3 separate regions of the Sus scrofa genome follow, and regions 1 and 2 are each linked to region 3. The links are chromatin contacts, called in public HiChIP or PLAC-seq maps. All regions are on one chromosome and are shown on one strand. Each heading gives the region's core, a stretch centred on a gene start, on an enhancer-like site or on the middle of the called end of the contact. The rest is flanking DNA. Distances are from core to core; before and after follow the strand shown.

What was found. HiChIP or PLAC-seq counts read pairs in DNA pulled down with a chosen protein or histone mark.
Region 1: an H3K27ac HiChIP or PLAC-seq map of alveolar macrophages shows a contact between it and region 3. The contact joins the enhancer-like site here to the promoter of ALS2CR12 in region 3. A contact is called at or near these places in 4 of 47 Hi-C or Micro-C datasets (heart right ventricle, retroperitoneal adipose tissue, skeletal muscle and 1 more) and 2 of 2 datasets of contacts at active chromatin or transcription factors (alveolar macrophages and skeletal muscle).
Region 2: an H3K27ac HiChIP or PLAC-seq map of alveolar macrophages shows a contact between it and region 3. The contact joins the enhancer-like site here to the promoter of ALS2CR12 in region 3. A contact is called at or near these places in 1 of 5 promoter capture datasets (fetal liver), 4 of 47 Hi-C or Micro-C datasets (heart right ventricle, retroperitoneal adipose tissue, skeletal muscle and 1 more) and 2 of 2 datasets of contacts at active chromatin or transcription factors (alveolar macrophages and skeletal muscle).

What each region holds. Positions count from the first base shown.
Region 1 is chr15:105,346,081-105,349,201 of Sscrofa11.1, reverse strand. It overlaps ALS2 (alsin), which reads left to right. Exons shown (of 34, transcript XM_021076185.1): 20 at 670-768; 21 at 1,359-1,523; 22 at 2,677-2,788. Among named protein-coding and RNA genes, the nearest start is that of MPP4, 28 kb to the right of the region's middle. Within about 2 kb of position 1,426, at least 5 of the 83 cell types and tissues checked have an H3K27ac peak or open chromatin away from gene starts, as enhancers often do. A contact at or near this core is called in alveolar macrophages, where this site is marked.
Region 2 is chr15:105,327,056-105,330,452 of Sscrofa11.1, reverse strand. It overlaps ALS2 (alsin), which reads left to right. Exons shown (of 34, transcript XM_021076185.1): 34 at 376-1,736. The coding sequence ends at 414. Among named protein-coding and RNA genes, the nearest start is that of MPP4, 8.8 kb to the right of the region's middle. Within about 2 kb of position 1,257, at least 12 of the 83 cell types and tissues checked have an H3K27ac peak or open chromatin away from gene starts, as enhancers often do. A contact at or near this core is called in alveolar macrophages and retroperitoneal adipose tissue, where this site is marked.
Region 3 is chr15:104,984,917-104,988,536 of Sscrofa11.1, reverse strand. It overlaps ALS2CR12 (amyotrophic lateral sclerosis 2 chromosomal region candidate gene 12 protein), which reads left to right and starts at 2,187. Exons shown (of 15, transcript XM_021075448.1): 1 at 2,187-3,164.

The DNA.
Region 1 (3,121 bases), core at 177-2,676, 360 kb before region 3:
CCTTTCAGTAGTTTTAAATTTTCTTTAATTTCTGTAATCTGTTGAAGGGAAAATCTTCTAAATGATATATTGTCCCAATGGTACTCAAACAACATTATTTTTATATAAACTTGCATGTTTTCTAACACTATAAATATATTTACATGATAAATATATGGCAGTGAAATATTTTGTATCAAGTTAGAGAAGTAATTAGTTTTACTGTATAAAAAGATTATTATATAAATTGGATAGGTGATTTTGTGTGTGTGTGATAGTATAAAATTTTATGATGTCTTTTAGTCTCCATTTAATAGAATTTTAGAATGAAACGAGACTTTAGATAATCTGATTTACTCCCCCTTATTACACAGATGAGGAAGCCAGGTACCTAGACTTACCCAAGGCGATGCAGCAAAAAAAAGGCCTGGGACACAGGCTCCCTGTTTTTCCTTGAACTTGGCCTAAAACACCTCATCGCTCTGCGAAGCAGTATTAATATCCCATCCCTCCAAGACTTGCCATATAGCTTAGGTAATAGGTAATAGCTTAAACCAAGACCCCATTTACCCCTTTCCTCCTCTAGGTAGTTAGTCCTCTTCTCTGTTCTTGTTATGTTTACCAGTGTATACATACTAAAGGTGACTATGTCCTCAATGCATTGTGAGATGTTTTTATTTGCCTTGGCAGATATGGAGAATACAGAATCCCAAACAAAGCCTTGAATAAAGAAGACCATTATGTGGGCCATTGGAAAGAAGGAAAAATGTGCGGTCAAGGAGTCTATAGGTAATCGCTTTGGAAAGGTTGCTGGACTGGCTGGTGTTGCTTTTTCAAAGAATTATGTAAACCTAAGTATTTGTGTAGCCCAAATTTCCAAGCAGTAAATTTTATTTATTCTTCTTATGACTGAAACAGTATAGAGTCTTCTTTGAAAGATCAACCTCTTGTCTGTCACATGATGAAATGTTAGGTTATTATTTTGTTCTTAACAAAACTGTACAAACCTGTGAACCATAACTTTCTCATAGAATTCTCTAAGTGTCTTGCTTATAAATTTATCTTATACTTACTACATGATTCTAATATGGAGAAAACCTATCATCCTTTCAGAGATCACGCATTATTTTATCTCCCCATGAGGGACTAAGTACACATTTTTTTCCTGATGTTAATACGGAATACCACCCAGGACATCTTCAATGTTTTAGACTCAGTCATTCAAAATGAGATTGTTGATTGGTGAGAAATAGTCAAGTAAACAAATAATTACAGCTGCAAACAAGACCTGAGTATAATTTGGAATTTACTAAACTTAGTAAAAATGAGTATCAGGATGCAGTGTGCTTGTGATCTTTATCCATTCTTTCTAACCACAGTTATGCCTCTGGTGAAGTGTTTGAAGGCTGTTTTCAAGATAACATGCGTCATGGTCATGGGCTCCTACGAAGCGGAAAATTAACTTCCTCTTCTCCCAGTATGTTTATTGGCCAGTGGGTAATGGATAAGAAAGCAGGATATGGTGTCTTTGATGATATCACTAGGTACAGTATTCTGCTTCTAATCTCACAGTTTAACGTGCAAGGCTAAGGTTCCTAGACTTCTCTGAAAACATTGATGATTTTATGAAGGCTGAATGTCTTAATTCAGCAGTACTCGGAACATTTTTTAATAAGAAGACAGAGTTATCAGGCATCATTTTATGCCTTTGCTTGTGAACCAGGCAACAGGTTACTGCTCTACAAGATCAGGATCATTCAGAATTAACATTGGCAGCAGTTTCCATAAAGCACACAAACAAAGCTTTTACCAAATCTTTGATTATTACACAAAGAAAAATCTTTCATGCAGGCAGTAGATAGCAGGAGTAAAGGGTTGGGATGGAGGGCGGGGGCAGGGGAATCAATGGAAGTTCTCTTTTGGGGTCATAGACTGGTATCTACACAGATCTTCCTGCCAGCTCAGAGACTTGTTACCATGCCAGAAACTCAGGAATCAAACTTAGTTAAATTCAATTAATTAAATTTTGGGGGAGGAATGTCGTTCTTTTGCCTCCATATTTGGTTTGGCCTGGTTTGCTTTTGGACTTAATATATATTCCTTCCCCCCTCATGTTATTGTCGGCATGTGGAATTTTAAAAATTTTGCTCTTATCACTAACCTCTATGATTATTTAATATAAACAGTTTGTACTAATTTTTTCCTTTTAATGGAGATTAGTAAGATTTCTCTGAGTTTGAGTAACTGAAGAATGAGCCTTCTTTTATGATAAACCCAATTTCTTTTTTTTTTTTTTTTTAAGTTCGTAAACTTTTGAGTGACAAAAAACTACATAGGTTTGAGTCTCCCTATTACATTTTGAGTGATATGATTTAAAGCTGAATTCTTGGCATTCATTTTTTGCAGTTATGTATTTTAAAGTTTTCAAAGGTAGTACTGGGAGTGTTTCCAGATCTATATCTGGTAGACTATAATGTTAAATTCCAGAGAGAACATTGCTCTGTGTAGGATGTATTTTGCAGTCACATTGTCCCCATTGAGGGGACAGTTAACTGCTTCAAGCAGAGAAATGGAAAAGATACCAACCTCGAGTAATGCCTGATATCCCCCATGTGGTAACTTTTTTTTTTCCCTACCTCATCTTTATCATCATTGATTTTTTTAATTTCTTTTTTCTTTTTTTCTATTTCTCTGCAGAGGAGAGAAGTATATGGGAATGTGGCAAGATGATGCTTGTCAAGGGAATGGTGTGGTAGTTACCCAGTTTGGACTGTACTATGAAGGCAACTTTCACCTCAATAAAATGATGGTGAGTGGGATATTTTGCTTACAGTTAACTGTTGACTTTTTTTTTTTCCCCATCTTTTTAGGGCCGCACTCATGGCATATAGAAATTTCCAGGCTAGGGGTGAAATCAGAGCTGCAGCTGCCAGCCTACATCACAAGCCATAGCAATGCAAGATCTGAGCTGTCTCTGAGGCCTACACCGCACCTCACCGCAATGCCGGATCCTTAACCTACTGAGCAAGGCCAGGGATTGAACCCTCATCCTCATGGATACTAGTTGGGTTCATTACTTCTGAGCCGCAATGGGAACTCCTAGTTACTGTTGACTTTTTAAAACTTTTGTGTTCTTTTTAAT
Region 2 (3,397 bases), core at 8-2,507, 340 kb before region 3:
ATGCTGGGTGATTTTGATTACAGTCGTTTGTATACATTAAACTGATCACCAACATATGCTCAATGTCTGTTCAATAGTGGCTTAGCAAATTAAGGTATTTCTGCTTAATGAAGAATATTATACAGCTTGTAAAAATTTTTTTGTCCGTTTTAGAGTTAGAGGGAATTTTACGAAATTTTAGCTCTACTAATTATAACTCGGAAAAATAGACATGGGCTGGGGAGGAGGACCGGCAGAAACAGGGAAATGAAAGCACCTGATTTTGTTGAGCTATCAGTATTCATAAGGAGTTTCTGTTCTTGGTCTCATGTGCATTGTTATGTTTATGTAATTTCTTTTCAAGTAAGTTTGAAATGGTTGTGAACTTTTTTTCAGGCATGTTACTACCAGATCCAGCGTGAGAAGCTTAACTAGGCTGCATAACAGCTTGACAACTGGATTATCTATTCAGAGTGTTTTAGCACCATCTGCCATCTTCCTGTGGTGGCAAACAAAGAATGGTGTTGAAATGAGGACGTTGTATTATTTTGGTTGTTGTTTCTGAGCCTTGCTAATGATTGGAGCTCTGAGCCCAGACTAAAAGTAGTTGAAGGGGAGGATTGACAAGGAGGAAGAAATCAGATCGACTTTAGTCCCTGGCCTACGTTAAGTTCCCCAAATATGCATCTACTGTTGAAAAAAAGAGGCTCTCCCTTCCTACAGTAAAGAGTATGCCAGCTCATGAAGTTGTAAGAAAAAACTCTCAGTATAGCTTCTTCTATTAAGGAAGTGAATGAATATTTTTGAGCTTCCGGTTTGCCTGCAGTTACCCCAGACCCTTTGCAAGGAGCAGATTGTACTGGAAACTACAGTCGCCACACTCTGCCTTCCTCAATTCCTTGCAGTCATGTGTGCACCATTTCTTCTTTGCTGAGGGAGGGGAAAGAGGAACTTTTAAACTGCAGTTTTAACTTTTTTAAGCTTTTCCACCAGGGTATTCATGATGGGAGAGGTTCTGTGCCGTTAGTACCACACCGTAACCCCCAGCATGGAGCACGTCCAAATAGGAGCCTTCTGCCTCCTGACTAGGAAAGTACGTAGGAATTTTGTTCTTGGATTCCTTACAAGGCTACAGAGTGAATACACTGGAATTCTGACACTGGCTCTGAGCTGCTACGGAACCCCATTCATCCATGTGCAAACGCTGTATCCCGAGGCCTGTGAATGAGAGCCTGAAGAGCTTCGGCATGCAGGCTATGTTCGGAGCAGGACTAGAGACTGGGAAATACGGAAGCAAGAACCGCATCTGTCCTTGACCTGGTATTGTGGTCCTCCCCATACCTCGCACTGAACTCACAGAGGGGAAGGAAAAGGAAACACGCTTTGGCTTTTCCCCTATCAAAAGTGTTGTGACCCCTCGATCTTTTAACCTTCTAGTGTTTCGCTTTGGGCCTTTTTTTTTTTTTTTTTTTTTTTGAATGTCCTGTTATAAGTGGTTGGTTTACATTGTTCAAGTAACACTAGTAGCTGTTTGAGATAACATAGGTGCTCTTCCCGTCTCATCTCCTCCACACCAGAGTGAGCGTACGGAGTATTCTCCTGCTTTATGTTAACATCAGCAGATGTTAATCAATTTTCAAAAAGGATCATGGTTTCTGCTCTACTTTATAATCAAGACAAGTGTTTATTAAAATACTGTTTCGGAATGTTGGCTGTAATGTAACAGCAATTTTCATAATAAAAGATGTTCATCTTTACGAGGTTGTTTTATGATTGCAAAAGAAATGAAACAGGGCAGCCTAAAAATTTAAAAGAAACCCAAGTTTAGTTTTTTGGGGTGGATGAGGTTTCCCTGCATTGGAATCTGTGCCTCTTTGTAGAGGCCTCAGATCCCACTGGGGTTTTAGAGATCTCTCTAAAATAAACATAAACGTGGGAGTTCCCATTGGCTCAGCAGTAATGAACCCAACTATTATCCATGAGGATGCAGGATTGATCCCTGGTCCTACTTGGTGGGTTAAGGATCTGGTATTGCTGTGAGCTGCAGTGTAGGTCACAGATGTGGCTCGGATCTGGCTTTGCTGTAGCTGTGGTGTAGGCCGGTAGCTGTAGCTCTGATTTGACCCCTAGCCTGGGAACTTCCATATACCGTAGGTGTGGCCCTAAAAAGCTAATAATTAGTTAAACATAAACATAATAGTGTCTTTGCTGACAAAGAACAAATTAATTTTCAGACCCTAATAAGCTGAGGACAAGAGTCTTAAAAAGAAATACTAGTATTATTTCTTTGAATAAAAGACATATTTTGATAGTTACAGGTTAAATTTTTTCCCCTACACAGATTCAGGGAAGGAAAACAAGAGGATTTAAAATTTTGGCTAGAAATATGAGGCCTTAGTTAATTGTATACCAGTTGTAATGTCACTTTAGGGAGCGTTTACTTCTCACTGCTGCTTCCTACCAGAATATACCCGCCCATTACTGGAAAGGGACCAAAACAAAGATTTGTTTATGTTAAACACTTTATGTTTCCATTAGGAATTGTTTTGATTTTTGGAATAAACAAATTCCACATTTGTCTCATAAAGGTAAGTTTACTAAATGTCTTTGATCCTAACTTAAGAGGGAAAAACAGAGATAACTGTGGAAGTGGACAAAGAAAAACTTGAAATTCACTAAAAAGTTTTCAAATGATGTTAAGCTGTCTCAGTTCTAAGAGAAACATAATTCATCCTTTTATTAGAGTCTTGAATGAAACTGTTCTATTACTTTAGACTCTGTACTGTATTTATACTTTACAGGGAAAGTATAAATATGAATTAAACATTAAAATTATACATTTTTGGATTTCCCGTCATGGAGCAGTGGAAACGAATCTGACTAGGAACCATGAGGTTGCAGGTTCGATCCCTGGCCTTGCTCAGTAGGTTAAGGATCCGGCATTGCTGTGGTGTAGTCCAGAGGTGGCTCAGATCTGGCCTGGCTGTGGCTCTGGTGTAGGCCAGCAGCTGTAGTTCCAATAAGACCCCTAGCCTGGGAATCTCCATATGCCATGGATGTGGCCTTAAGAAAAAGGACAAAAGACAAAAAACAAACAAAAACTATGAATTTTCACTTCCCTTGGTGGGTAAACCTGTGTCATTAGGCGAGTGTCTGTAAACAGAAATATCCAGCACCCAGACAGCAGTTTACATAGATCTTACATATGTGTGGTGAAGGCCCACAGCCCCACGGGGCAGGTATTAACCCATTGATTTTGCAGATGAGGAGAGGTGTGATTTGCTCCTTGTCAGAGCTGGGACTCTAATTCTAGTGCTCTTCCCTACTACTGCTGTCAGAGGTGATATTTCATAGCTGGATTATGTATTAAAAGTAAAAAAAAAAATTGATAAAGTTTTTAATAAAATTAAATGTTTTT
Region 3 (3,620 bases), core at 938-3,437:
TTAGCCCCCAGAAGCTTTCATTTCCTTCCCTTCCCCTGTTTTGAAGGTGACAAAGTTGTATTCATGTCTAAAAAGGGGAAAGAAGGGAAAAAATCCAATGTAATTAGTGCTAAGTCTCAGCCAAGCGGAGTGGCTGGAGTTTTCCATTAGCATCCGCTTCCTGTGTATCTTTGTTTTTAGGCCCTCTCCACACAAGACCCAAACCATGCTTTATTTTTTAATTATCAGAAAGATTGCCTTTGGAATGGATTAGCAATGAGATCCTGCTGTGGAGCCCTGGGAACTATGTCTAGTCACTTATGATGGAGCATGATAATGTATGAAAAAAAGAATGTATACATGTATGTGTAAATGGGTCACCACGCTGTACAGTAGAAAAAAAAATAATGTATTGGGGAAATTAAAAAAAAGAAAGCCTTTGAGTATAACTTTTCACACAATAAACAGATTCAAAGTAAATATCCAATTCCTAGATCCTATCCCATTGTTCTCCTGGTAACATCTTTCCCTCCCTTTAGCTATTGAAGTTGTCGCCACCTGTTCTGCTCATGGTACTTAGAGAATACACCCAAGGTTGGAATTGTGGCAGCCACAATGCAATCTTGGGGCTCCCGTATGTCAACACACTGAGGCTGGCATGACAAAAGGATGGGAAGAACCCAGTTCTACAATGACATTTCGGCATGCTCTCCAGAACTTATGTTTCATGAAATTTATGAACTTGTTTGATTTAAGCCACTTTCATTCAAGTGATTGTTGTGCATATTTTAACTAGCCCACTCTTTGAGACGCACTGTCATAAATATTGGTGTTCCTCCGGGCTCTGTTCTAGATCCTGCTCTCTGCACACATCCTTTCCCTGGGTGATCTCATCCACTCCCTTGGTTTCAGATATTATCTACTCTGAAGACTCCTGAAGTATTTCTAGCCCAAACTCTTCTTTGGAACTCCCCAAACATGGAACAAACTCTGTAACAGACAGCACCACTTGGATGTCTCAGACTCAACAAGACCAAGAAATCATGACCTGCTCCCTGAGTCTTTTCATCCCCCAGAATTTCCCATCTCAATAAATGGCACCACCACCTACCCAATGGCTTGGGCTAGAAACCCAGGAATCCTTACTGCCTCCTCCTTCTCCCTCAATTCCCATGTGTCCTCTTTCTCTCCATCCCCACTGCTACTCCCTCCGTTGAGGCCCCCACGGGGTCTCATGTGCCAACTGCCACAGACTCCTAGCTGGTTTCTTTCCTTCCTGTCTTGGCCCTTCCCATTGGTTTTCTATGGTGCAGTCAAAATTATCTTTCTAATATGCAAAGCCAGTCAGATTCTTTCTCTAGTTAAAACTGTTGCCTGACTCACTACACTAGACAGAAATCCCTGCAATCCAGTCCCTGGTGAAGCCCTTAATATAAGCTTCATTGTGATTTTAGTGAATTTATTGTCCATTTCCCCAATAGTCCCTAAGCCCTACAGAGCGCAGGAATGGAGCTAACTCCCCATACCACGCAACCGCACCTGGTACTCAGTAGCTAATAAGTGTGGGGTAGAATGAATGGATGGACTTATAACAAAGTTTTAAAAGCTTTGGGTGGTGACTTATCAATGAATCATGAAGTCAATCTGGTGGATTTATGATCAATTTTCATTTTATTTTATTCTTATTTATTTATTATTATCATCATTATTATTATTTTGCTTTTTAGGGCTGCATCCGTGTGCGGCATATGGAGGTTCCCAGGCTAGGGGTCGAATTGGAGCTACAGCTGCCGGCCTCCACCACAGCTCATGGCAATGCTGAATCCTTAACCCACTGAGCAAGGCCAGGGATCGAACTCTCAACCTCATGGTTCCTAGTCAGATTCGTTTCCGCTGCACCACAACAGGAACTCCCAGCTTTCATTTTATTTTTTTTTTTAATTTTATTTATTTATTTATTTATTTATTTATTTATTTTTTGTCTTTTTGCTATTTCTTGGGCCGCTCCCGCGGCATATGGAGATTCCCAGGCTAGGGGTCCAATTGGAGCTGTAGCCACTGGCCTACACCAGAGCCACAGTAACACGGGATCCGAGCCGCGTCTGCAACCTACACCACAGCTCAGGGCAACGCCGGATCATTAACCCACTGAGCAAGGGCAGGGACCGAACCCGCAACCTCATGTTTCCTAGTCGGATTCGTTAACCACTGCGCCACAACGGGAACTCCCAGCTTTCATTTTAAATAGATGAAAAATAAGTAGGTGAGAATAGTATGTAATAAGGGTATTAGTTCGTGCAAATTTTTATTATAAGATGTGTCAAATATAGTTCTTAGAGTGAGGTGGTTTAGTAAAATAAAAACGAAAGTAACTGGCGTTTAATATGCAAGCTTTTTTTTCTATAATGAAAAGAAGCAGCTCCCCTTATGAAAAAAAATCTGAGCTCCTTTGGTTGAAAAGGACTCCTGTCCCGGGGGATTACTTTCATAGATTTCAAAGCCTGAAATTCAAGGAAGAAAGTGCCTACTTTAGCATTTTAGGTTTCTGTGAGCAAATAACAGAGGAACTTCAAATCCATCACAGATGCTGCCTGCCATAGCCATTTAAGCCTAGGAGTGCTATTTAATTCTATTTCCCCAGAAAGTGTATCTTAAACATACCTTGTCTCACAGCCTTGGAGAATTTCTCAATGGCTGCCTCTCCAGCCTTCTCTCTTTAAGAGCAGAGTGTCCGAGCCAATGAGGTGCTGCTGTTCTGTTTCCATAGCAATAAAAGAAACAAACCTTCCTCTGCCATCCCCAAGGAGAAACCTCACAACTCGAGGCTCAAATCAAGAGAATCTGAACGGAGGGGTGAGCTTCTGTTCTGGTTTAACTTTCCCTGCAGTACTGAATTGTCTTTAGGAGGGAAATTCATGCACGCTCCAAGTCAGCCTTCGTAAAAGCCTTTGGCTGGCTTCAGCCTGTCTCTCTGCACCACACATACTGTGGATTTTCTGCTCTAGCATTTCAATCACTTGGAATGACCACTAAAGCCTCAAGTTCTGGAACCTCTGGATTTAACCTAAAATGAATTCTGATTTTGTGTTGATGGGAAACACTTTCTCTGTATCGTTGTGGGGTCTTTAAGGGCCTTGCCTTGGAGAGGAACCACATGGGAAAAACAAATCTTTGGGCAGTCCAGGGTAAGCTCTTTGAAAAGAGGTTTTATATAATTTTTTTCTTCTTTCTAGAGGTTCAGCTGGCTTACTGGTGACTACAGGCTCACTAGCTGGCACGGTCAGTGCACTGAGCCCCAGGTAAAATCATCAGGGAGAGATACAGGAAAGGAAGAGAATGAGGAAAAAGAACTCTAAGACGCACACACACCTATGTTCTTGGAACCGTACAATGCAACAAATCAAGCCATTGTGAATGCAGCAGATCTATCTATGCTGATATGAAAATACCTATTAGATATCCTGTTATATAAAAAGAGCGAGGCATGATATAGTGTGTCAAGTATGGTCTGATTTATGCAAAAATTTTTAAAGATTATAGAACATTTCTGGAATGATATCCAAAAAGCTGTTATAGTGGTTTCCTCTTGGGAGAGTAAGGGAGGTAGCTGATGTTTAGCTCATATGCAAGTTTACTGAAAG